Linked DNA regions of Capsicum annuum: region 1 is linked to region 2. A link is a contact called in public Hi-C data. All regions are on one chromosome and are shown on one strand. The core of a region is the stretch at or near the end of the contact, and the rest is flanking DNA. Distances in the headings are between cores, read along the strand shown.

What was found. Hi-C and Micro-C count contacts between places; a contact is called where the count stands out from the background.
Region 1: a contact with region 2 is called in a Hi-C map of placenta, with 3 times the contacts expected there. The contact joins the promoter of LOC107852144 here to the promoter of LOC107873109 in region 2. A contact is called at or near these places in 2 of 5 Hi-C or Micro-C datasets (bud and placenta).

Annotation. Positions count from the first base shown.
Region 1 is chr6:150,315,055-150,320,003 of UCD10Xv1.1, reverse strand. It overlaps LOC107852144 (polyadenylate-binding protein-interacting protein 11), which reads right to left and starts at 1,422. Exons shown (of 11, transcript XM_016697199.2): 1 at 1,125-1,422; 2 at 404-985. The coding sequence starts at 904.
Region 2 is chr6:149,650,435-149,655,430 of UCD10Xv1.1, reverse strand. LOC107873109 (flowering time control protein FPA) reads left to right here and starts at 3,536. Exons shown (of 6, transcript XM_016719838.2): 1 at 3,536-4,042. The coding sequence starts at 3,797.

The DNA.
Region 1 (4,949 bases), core at 173-2,672, 670 kb before region 2:
TTCTTACTATAATTCTTTGTTTTAACTGTATCGCACTATGTATCATTTGATAACCCTCAAACTCTTCCATCTTTGTTTCAAATCGAATTTCAAATTGAAGAGATCCAAAGATATTTACAACCAGATAGCTCGCAACAACACAAGTTCCTATATCCACTTTATCTTTCAGGAGTATATTTATGCACTTGCTCATGGGAGCTTTAGTGCACCGGGCTGCCCTTATTATTATAACAATTGGACTATATGAAATGTCCTCCGAGTGATCATCTTACACCTAACAAACTAAAGATAATTCTGATCAGTCACAAGATTAAAAGTGGAGTACCTACCATATCCATATTCCACAGCAACAAACAAAACAAAAACATGATAAACCAGAAAGGAAACGATGTTCAATTGATACCCTTTTGTTGGGATTTCCATTGGCAACTCCTCCTTGGTCAATCTGCATTAGAAAATTGTTAGCATCAAAGCCAAAATGCATTGTGCCGGGTGGAAATGGCACTAGCATGTTGTTATTAGCCAGTGATGGTGGCACAAACTCTTCAGCCTGGGGATTCAATTTGGAAAGCATTTCTTCCAAATCCCTCATCTCCTTCTTAAACCCTTCATCGCCACCATCGCCATCAACCACCCCTCCATTCCTTAAATCAACACCGTTCATTTTCTGATGCTCAATACTGTGATCAACTCCATTACCGTTGACGCAGTGCTGTTGTTGTTGCTGCTGAATTCCATTAGCTTTCTCGGGTTCTTGCTGGAAATTCTGATCATTTGGTACCTTTGACCTCTGCACACCATTCTGTTGTTTCGTTTTCACTGACTGATGATCGACAACCACAACAACATCTTTCTGCACAATTCTGTCAACAACGTTAATAGCAGCATTCTCAACCACAGCCATGATGGTTCAGGTTCAACAAAACTCTATCTGACACTGTCAAATAATGCTCCTTTTTTGTCCTTTTCTTGTACCCTTTTCTGTCTAAACCCCAAAAACAAAAATAAACAAAACAAATAAATAAAGATGATACCTTTATTATTTCAAGAAGATCAAGCTGGGTATTTGAATTTATTATTAAATCAGGAAATATATTAAAGGGAAAGAAGGAAATTAATCGTACCCTTTCTAAATGACATCCATTGATAAGAAAAAACAGTAATTCCAAGATCGTCAGCTGAAGAATGAAAAATCAAGATTCTTTTTTTTCTTTGTTGGAGTGTGTGTAGTGTAATTTTTACTGAGTCTGAAGAGAGAGAAAAGATATGAAATAATTGTACTAACTCCACTAGTTTATAGCAAGAGAGAGAGGAGAGAAGAGAAGAGAAGAGGAGAGAAGTGGATACTTCGGATCGTCCGTTTTGCTCCACTTCCTTTTGGACTTTCTTGCACTTACGTTCCGAATAAATAAAAATTGATTTAGGAATAAGGTGGCTTAAAGAACGTATTAATAGAAAATCTTATCAATTAGCATATTAAATGTCAATAAGATATATTAAGTGTATTAAAGAAATACAACGTTAATATTATAGAGAATTTGCTTATAAACATCAACTTGTAAAAATACAGAAATAATTTGTAGAAAGACTAGAGTTGTTAAATAAAGAAATAATAAACTTAGAAATAGATATTCTAAACTTTAAAGAAACAGACGAAATAATTACCATAACATCTAATTATTATAAAAAAGCATTAATTAGTGAAAAATCTAGGCTGATAGAAAATATACAAGAAGTAGAATTAGATATAACCTATACTAATAGTAGATTGAAATATCAAACTAAGCTAAGTAAAAAATACTTTAACTTAAACCACTTAGGATAACAAGATAACTTCTTTAAAACGCCTCGATTACTTAAATCTTAGATTTTAACCAAAAAAAAAATATAGAGTGTTAAAAGATAATTTCACTCTAAGGTGTAATTTCAACCAGGGTGAATATATTTTACATTCAGAAGATAAACAATATAATACAATAATAGATTTTTTAATAAATTCAAGCAAAAAAATTCAGAAAAAAGATAATAGTATAATAAGAATTTTAGAAGAAATTGAAGTTACTTAGAATAAACATAAAAAGATACTAGATAAGATAGAACAAAATTTAGATTATTTAAAGTCACAAGAAATAGAAATAGACAGAAAAATTCAGTATTTAAATCACAAATTTAATTTAGAGAAAATACCTACAAAATTAAAAATTGAAAAGCTAATAAAAACTATAATAGAAAGACCTAAAGAATTAGAAGTAAAAACAACTCAATTAATATCTAAGCTTATAGAACAAGTAGAAAATATAACAATAGAAATCAAAGATTTGCAAGAAATAACAAAAAGATTAGAAGAAATATCACTTTCATGAGTGAAGAAGATATAAATTATAGTAAAGCATTAGAAAAATCAAAAAGTTATCATAGCGAACCAGAAGGATTATCTAAGCATATACCTTCAAGTATAACAGATAAAATTTTATTAAAACAAAATAATACCATAATAGAGTTATTATTAGACTTACACAAAAAGATAGACATTTTAATTAAAGGCAAAGAAACTCAAAAACCTTTTCAGGAAGAACCGGAATTATCTGAACTACATAAGAAAATAGACATCCTAATAAAAACTAAAGAAGCTCAAGAGCCACCAAAAAATAACTTTGAAATAGAAGAACTTATTAACCAGTTAAAACGAATTGAATTAACTCCTAAACAAGAAAGAAAAAATATAATAAGAAAACCACAAAAATAGACTTTCTATCAGATAGACGGAGAACCATCGAGAATAATGAAAGACAAGGAGAAGAAAGACAAAGAATAAGTTTTTCGAAAAATAGAGTAGGACGTAATAATATATTATTCAGAATATGCCGAAGACAACCTAATATGGAGCAGAACCAAGAACTTAACGAAATAATAGATGTAGATAAAGATTTACAAATTTTCCAACAACATCAATTAAAATTATTAAATCTTAAAACATTATATAACGCAGGATATTTTTCTACAGACAATCAGCTATATAGATCTTATAGAGAAGAACAAATATCAGCTATAGGAGAAGATTTTAAAATACTAGATTTAGTAAATGCTAACTCTTTAAGACATATAAAAAATAATAAAATGATATTGATGCATATGGGTTTAATTGTTATAGGAATAAAAGGTCTAACTAGAAAAAATCTAGGATCCAAAGTATTAATAACAATATATGATGATAGATGGTCAGATATTAGAAAATCAATAATAGGATTAGCTGAAGTAGATATGACAAATAATGGAGGAATATTCTATATAAGTCCAGATTTCTTAATGAACTTAAAAGAATTTGGAAAAAACATTAAAATAGGAATTCAAATAAAGGGTACGAAGAAATGAATAGTGGAAATAATTTATTAATGTGCATAGGGTTTATTGGAAAATTGACCTTAAGTAGTAATACTAAATTTAAACTAAAGGTAAATGATGTAGTTGAAATAATGGGAAATAAAGGCATAAGTTTAATAAAACCAATAAAATATGCAGGTTTAGAATGAAATTTAAACAAATTTACTAAACCAAAAATTCTCACACCAGACTCTCATCTATTATATACTACAAGTAAAGGAGAAACTTCAGTCAGGTTTACAGATTATAATTACACAATCAAAAGAAATTTAGATGATGACGAAATAGAGAGTAATATAGAAACAGAAAGCGAGTTTATGAATATAGAAGTCCTACAAGAAGGATATGAAGTAGACATGGTCATAGAAAAAGCTGAAAACTTAGCAGAAGAATATAAATATATAACTTTTAAATGTAAAGGATGTCAAAAGGGCGAAATGAAAAATAGAAGAATGTATAAAACATTTTAAAAGTTGTTTAGAGAGAAGCGATAATTTAGGATATAGAAATAACAAATTATTCCTTGAAAGAAAAGATGAAGACACACTTTCTGTATTAAGCTCCACAATAAGTTATAAAGAACTCGCAGAATTAGAACCAACTAGCTCTTCAAGTGCTAGCCTATTTTAACAAACAAACCCTAATCCCCAACCAATAGATTATATTACAGGCAATGTACCTAGAAGACCAGCAATTAGGATAAACCCAGATACAGAACTTAGAGGAGATAATATAAAACCAGCAGGTAAGAGAATGCCAATAGAAGAACCAATTAAACTACAAGAAGGAGGTAGTAAAGGTAAAATTTTAAATATAGCAGCACACGACCCACAAATGTGGGATATAGTGATAGATTTATGGAAAGAAATAGTAGCAGCAGATTACTTAAGACATTACACAGAAACAGATATGGAAACAATGTATAAATATTTGAAAACCTTTTTGGGGGAATCTGCAAAAGCCACATGGGAAAGTTTTAAGACAAATTGCCCATATGATTTCCAGGTTTTATTAAGTATGGGACCAAACCCCTATAATTTCACAAACAAAATGCATATGTTATTAATTGGAAAAAATTCAAATAGTGGATTATTAGCACTACAAAAAGAAGCATTAATCAAACTAGAACAATTAAGTATTTCACATTGGGTATATATAAAAAAATTCCTACAAGACTATTTTTACTATTGCACTGTCAGCGGAAACACCTTTAATGAAGAATTAGGCAAAAAATTATTTAATAAATTACCTGGAGCCTTAGGAAGAGAAATAGAAGATAGATGGTATAAAAGAGATGGTGTAGTAGCCAACCCCAATCTAAAATGGACAATAGGACATAGAACACAATATATAATGGATATACTAACAGAAAAATGTACAAACATACAAATACAAAAACAATTAAAAAGAAATGAAATGAATTTCTGTAAATCTGTTATATACATAACCCAGAATTATGATCAGAAACAATATAGAAAATATAAGAAGAAACATAATCAAAAATCATATATCGTAAACAATACTTCTTAAGAAAATCAAAAGCTAAAAAACTGTGGTTAAATAAAGAT
Region 2 (4,996 bases), core at 2,287-4,786:
TGTGATGGTGGGGGTTCCTAAAAATCATCATCTGAATCAACTACAGGTTCTTTATGAGCTCCAGTTGCAACTAAACATTCTTGGGTATTTGAAAGGATGAAAGTTTCTTTCTTGTTGGCTCAATATTTTTAAAAACAACCTACAATACATAAAATATGTATTTCAAGAACTGAAAACTAATTTAAATGTTAAAATAAAATAACAGTATGAACATATATAAAAAATAGTATGAACAGGTTTATTTTTAAAAAAATACATATGCAGTGATGATATGTATTTGTATATGAACATATACAAAATCTATATATGTATTTATAAACTAATCAATTACACAAAGTCACACATAGAATTTTTTTTTAAAAAAAAACTAACTTTGTCATTTTTCTCATTAAACATACTTTTCATGAGAGATTCAAAGCATGGATAATGTGCATTTGTCTTTCCATTCAAAATTCATGGAATTTGATCGTTCACCTTGGAAGCAACATTTCGAGGAACATTAGAACAACACTCGTACAACCACACTTGAATGGCAAGTGGCATTTCATGGAGCAAATAAAACTTTTCTTTTGCTTTCAACTTTTTGTTTAAAACTAGCTAATTCCTCAAAAGAAACAGTTTCCCAATGATAATCCTTATAGCTACTACTCTCAACCAAATCGAAATGAAGGCGTGGAATAACTACAGTATCAACAACCGATAATAAAAATGTGTGTATAAAATACAGAATAGCAAACTTCAATGCATCTTCATTATTTTTTTCCCCATATTTTGCCCGACATAACAAAAAATTAAGTCTCGTTTCTGTATAGAACTTGCACCATCAAAATAGTGCTCAATTATTCTGTTTGGTACCTCCCCATCAAAAATAAATTTATTCATGTTTGCAATACAATTCAAATCAGTAATAACGACAAACTCTCTCAAACTGAAATGTAGAATTATGCCATTTGCTCGAATGACTATTACACTTGTAGAATTTTCTTTAGTCTAAAGTGACATAATACATCTGTGTAATTGCGCTGAACTACACAGTTTTTGTTCTTCTTCTTCTTCTTCTTCTTCTTCTTCTTCTTGTAGACACCAAATATACACTTATGAAGAAAAATCTTGTACTGCTCCTTTAATAATATTTCGTTAATATGCTCTTCAATATCATTGACCGCGTGACATTCTATATGTAGTGCAAATTTTAAAAGTACTCTTGTCATGAATATTTTATCACGCGACACCTAAGTACCAAAAAAATTGTTGAAATCTATATTACATGTACTACTCACAAAAAAATAATATAACATACATAGTAAGCATATATTTCCTATAACATCATACATATTACATAACAAAAAATACATATATCACTGCATATGTATTTTCAGAATACATGTCTGTTCTAGAATACATAATAAACTCATATTTGTTTACAAAATACATATCATAGTAATATTGAACAAACAAATACAAATGCATATCAAATACATATCTTTACAGTGACAAGTACAACTCCTGTCCTAATGTCTTAACAGTAACAAATACATATCTTAACAGTAATAAAAATAATTACATATCTTACTAGCACCAAATAAATATCTTAATAGTAACAAATACAATTTCATATCTTAACAGTAAAAAAAATACAACTCCATATATATACATATAACTGAACAACACAAAATACATACTACATATCTTAAATAATTAAAAAATATTACAAATATATATGTTACCAACTGAAAAACAAATATAAGCATAATCATATGTATATTAAAAAATACACATACCTGCAGATGACCCATAATCTATAAAAATACAAATATCTTTATCACTTTTTCTTCTTTAGATTCATATTCAAATGAATTTTGTTCAATAGGACTTATAATTTTACTTGATTCTCCTATTTCGCTTGACTTTTTTTTTCACATATTTTTGCATTTTTTGAATTTTGAAGATGAAGGTTTTCTCAATCCTTTTCGCTTCATAATTTCCGCAATCTTCTTTGGATTGTTATAATGCTTCAATCTCCTCTTCTATGCTCATTTCTCTCTTTGACTGAATAGGCGTAGAAATCAGTTTAAGATCTTCATCTTGTATTAAATCAAGACTAAATGATGGTGGATTATTAGAAACTAAATTCAGAGGTGGTATACCTCTATTTGAACTTCTATAATATGTGTGTTCTGCCATTATAACAGACTTCCACACTCTTTCAACAAAAAGATTCACAAACACCCCCCTCCCCCCGGGCCAAAAAAAAAAGAAGAAAGAACAATGGTTGAATAAAATAATATAAAATATATAAAATATATAAATTATATGAAAGAGATAACATGCAATCACTGTAAATATCAATTTATCTTATTTGATGGAGCACAATATTTATCAACAATTTGAGGAAAATAGGAAAAAAAAAAAAGTAGAAGATAAGTTACATTGGAGAAAAGTGAAATAATGGAATGAAAATAGGAAAAGGTAAAGTATGTGGAGTGAAACAGCGCCTGTGTAGTTAATGAACAAAAAAATGATAATTTTGTTATAAAATGTAAGTTTGTAAAGGTGTTGTTATTTATTGTAATTATAGTCTTAGTATTGTTACTTTCTACAATTTTTCTTTCAATAATTGAAGGATATTTCTAGCCCAATAGGTTAACAAATGATATTTTTGAATCAATTTCAATATTTGAAGGATGTTTTTGACTTTTTTCGTCATATAATAAATAAATAAAATAATTAAATGACTTTTTTTTAATATCTTACCATATATTCTTTACTTATCAATTATTTTAGGATTTTATAATTTTTGAAATATGTTTATTCTACCCTATAATTTAGATGCAAATGTAGATAGATTATTACTCCCTCCGTCCCAAATTTTTTAATTTAATTTTCCATTTTTCATAATTTTTTTTTATTAATCAAGAAAAGATAATTTTTTTTTTATGTTTTATATTTTGCATTAATTATTTTTTCTTCAGATTAAAATATAAACATCATTTAATAGGGACACTATGGTAAACTAGCCATGTTATTAATTATTTTTTTATTTAATGTGTCATCTCAATTTAAAATGGGTAATTTGGGACGATTTTAGGCGGGCTAGAGATAAACCAAAGAAATATTGGAGGGACATGATCAGGCATGATATATAGCAATTACAGCTTACAGAGAATATGTCCCTTGATAGGAAGGTGTGGAGGACGCGAATTAGGGGTTAGGGGTGGGAGTGCGGCAATAGTAATAGAGGAGTGCTTCTTTGGATCTGAAATTTCTGGTTCGTAGTATTAGGCTGTAGTTGTTGGATTACTGGTGTTGACTTTTTTTCATCCCATACTAATTTATTATGCACTTATCTTTTATATTTGTTATAATATTAGTTTATTTTATGTACTATACTAGTTTGTATCCATTTATTTTTTATATTTATTATACTATTATTAATTCTAAGCTGAGGATCTATTGAAAATAACCTCTATCAAAAATAACCTTTCTATTTTATTTAAAATAGTGGCATGATGTGCATGTGCTCTACCTCCGAGGACCCATTAGGTTGGAATACATTAGGGTTGTTGTATGCATACAACCGAAGCTCATGTGACCACACCTATAACTTTTGGATTTACATCGACCTCTCCAATTCTTCCAATCCTCTTTCCATTCGCCGCCTCATTTTCTCCTTCTCGTAATTGTACTAAACGCCCATTTACAAATTCGCAATCATCAATTTATCTCCTCGATTTAATAGTTCTTTTTCTTGGTTTCGCTTTTCGTGTTTGATTAGTAATTTTCTAGGGTTTGAATTATGGCGCCGCCAGGAGAAACGCCGTCGAACAATCTATGGGTTGGTAATTTAGCCCCTGACGTTACCGATGCCGATCTAACTTCTTTGTTCCAGAAGTACGGCCCGCTTGATAGCGTAACCTCATATTCCTCTCGCGGATTCGGTTTTCTGTATTTCAAAAACATCAATGATTCTAAGGAGGCTAAAGATGCACTACAAGGATCCTTCTTTCATGGCAATGCACTTAGGATCGAATACGCTAAGCCGGTTTGTGTTTTTGTTTTTCTGTTTCTTCGTTGTTTGATTCGGATCGATTTTTGTTGTTGTTGTTCTTTATTCGTTAATTGTTTGTTGATTATTGTTAGTGAAATTGTCAATTGGTGTGTTTTCCAATCCAATCATCTAGAGGAAGAACTTGCCTTTTTCAGCACACTCAAAATCGAAAGAAAGCATTAAAAAACCAGACAAACGAAATCTGCTAGATAATATATAAAATAGAAAAAAAAATATAGATGAAATTAGTTGGAAAGAAAAAATATGGATTTCTGTTGTTTCTTCATCAATTATTTGTTGATTATTGTTAGTAAATTGTCAACACTCTGTTTTTTATGTACTCAAAATCAAAGCAAAATACCTGAAAAAAATAAAAAGATAATCTTATCAAAATCAAAGCAAAATATAAAAATACCAAGCAAACGAGATCTGCGAGATAATTAGTAGATTTGTAGAAAATAGAAAAAAAAGAGATAAAATTAATTTCTTTTTTAGATAGTAAATAAAAGAATAAACAGATGGAGAATTGTGCCGCGATTTGGATCGAATGCAATGAACAAAGTGAACCAATGTATAATTATCGTTTCCATAAATTTTTACATTAAAATCTTGCAATTTTTATGCGTCTGGAATTCGATTCCTTTGCAAGATCTATGCGTCTCGATTCCTTTGCAAGATCTATGCTTCTGGTATTAATTCCTTTCCAACCGATTGGCAGATCTATTTGTTGAAGAGGAATAATAATCAGATACGAATGTGATTGGTATATTGTACTTGTTAATTGAACACAATCGACTCAATGGACAAGGCAATTAACTTTTCTTGTGATTTGAAGAAGTGGCTGCACTGGTTAAAGGTGTTAATTGAGATCTGAGATATGAAAAATAGTACAAAAAGGTCTTCTTCAAATATTAAGTTGCCCCTTTTTCAGATTTTCAAAGCTTAAGC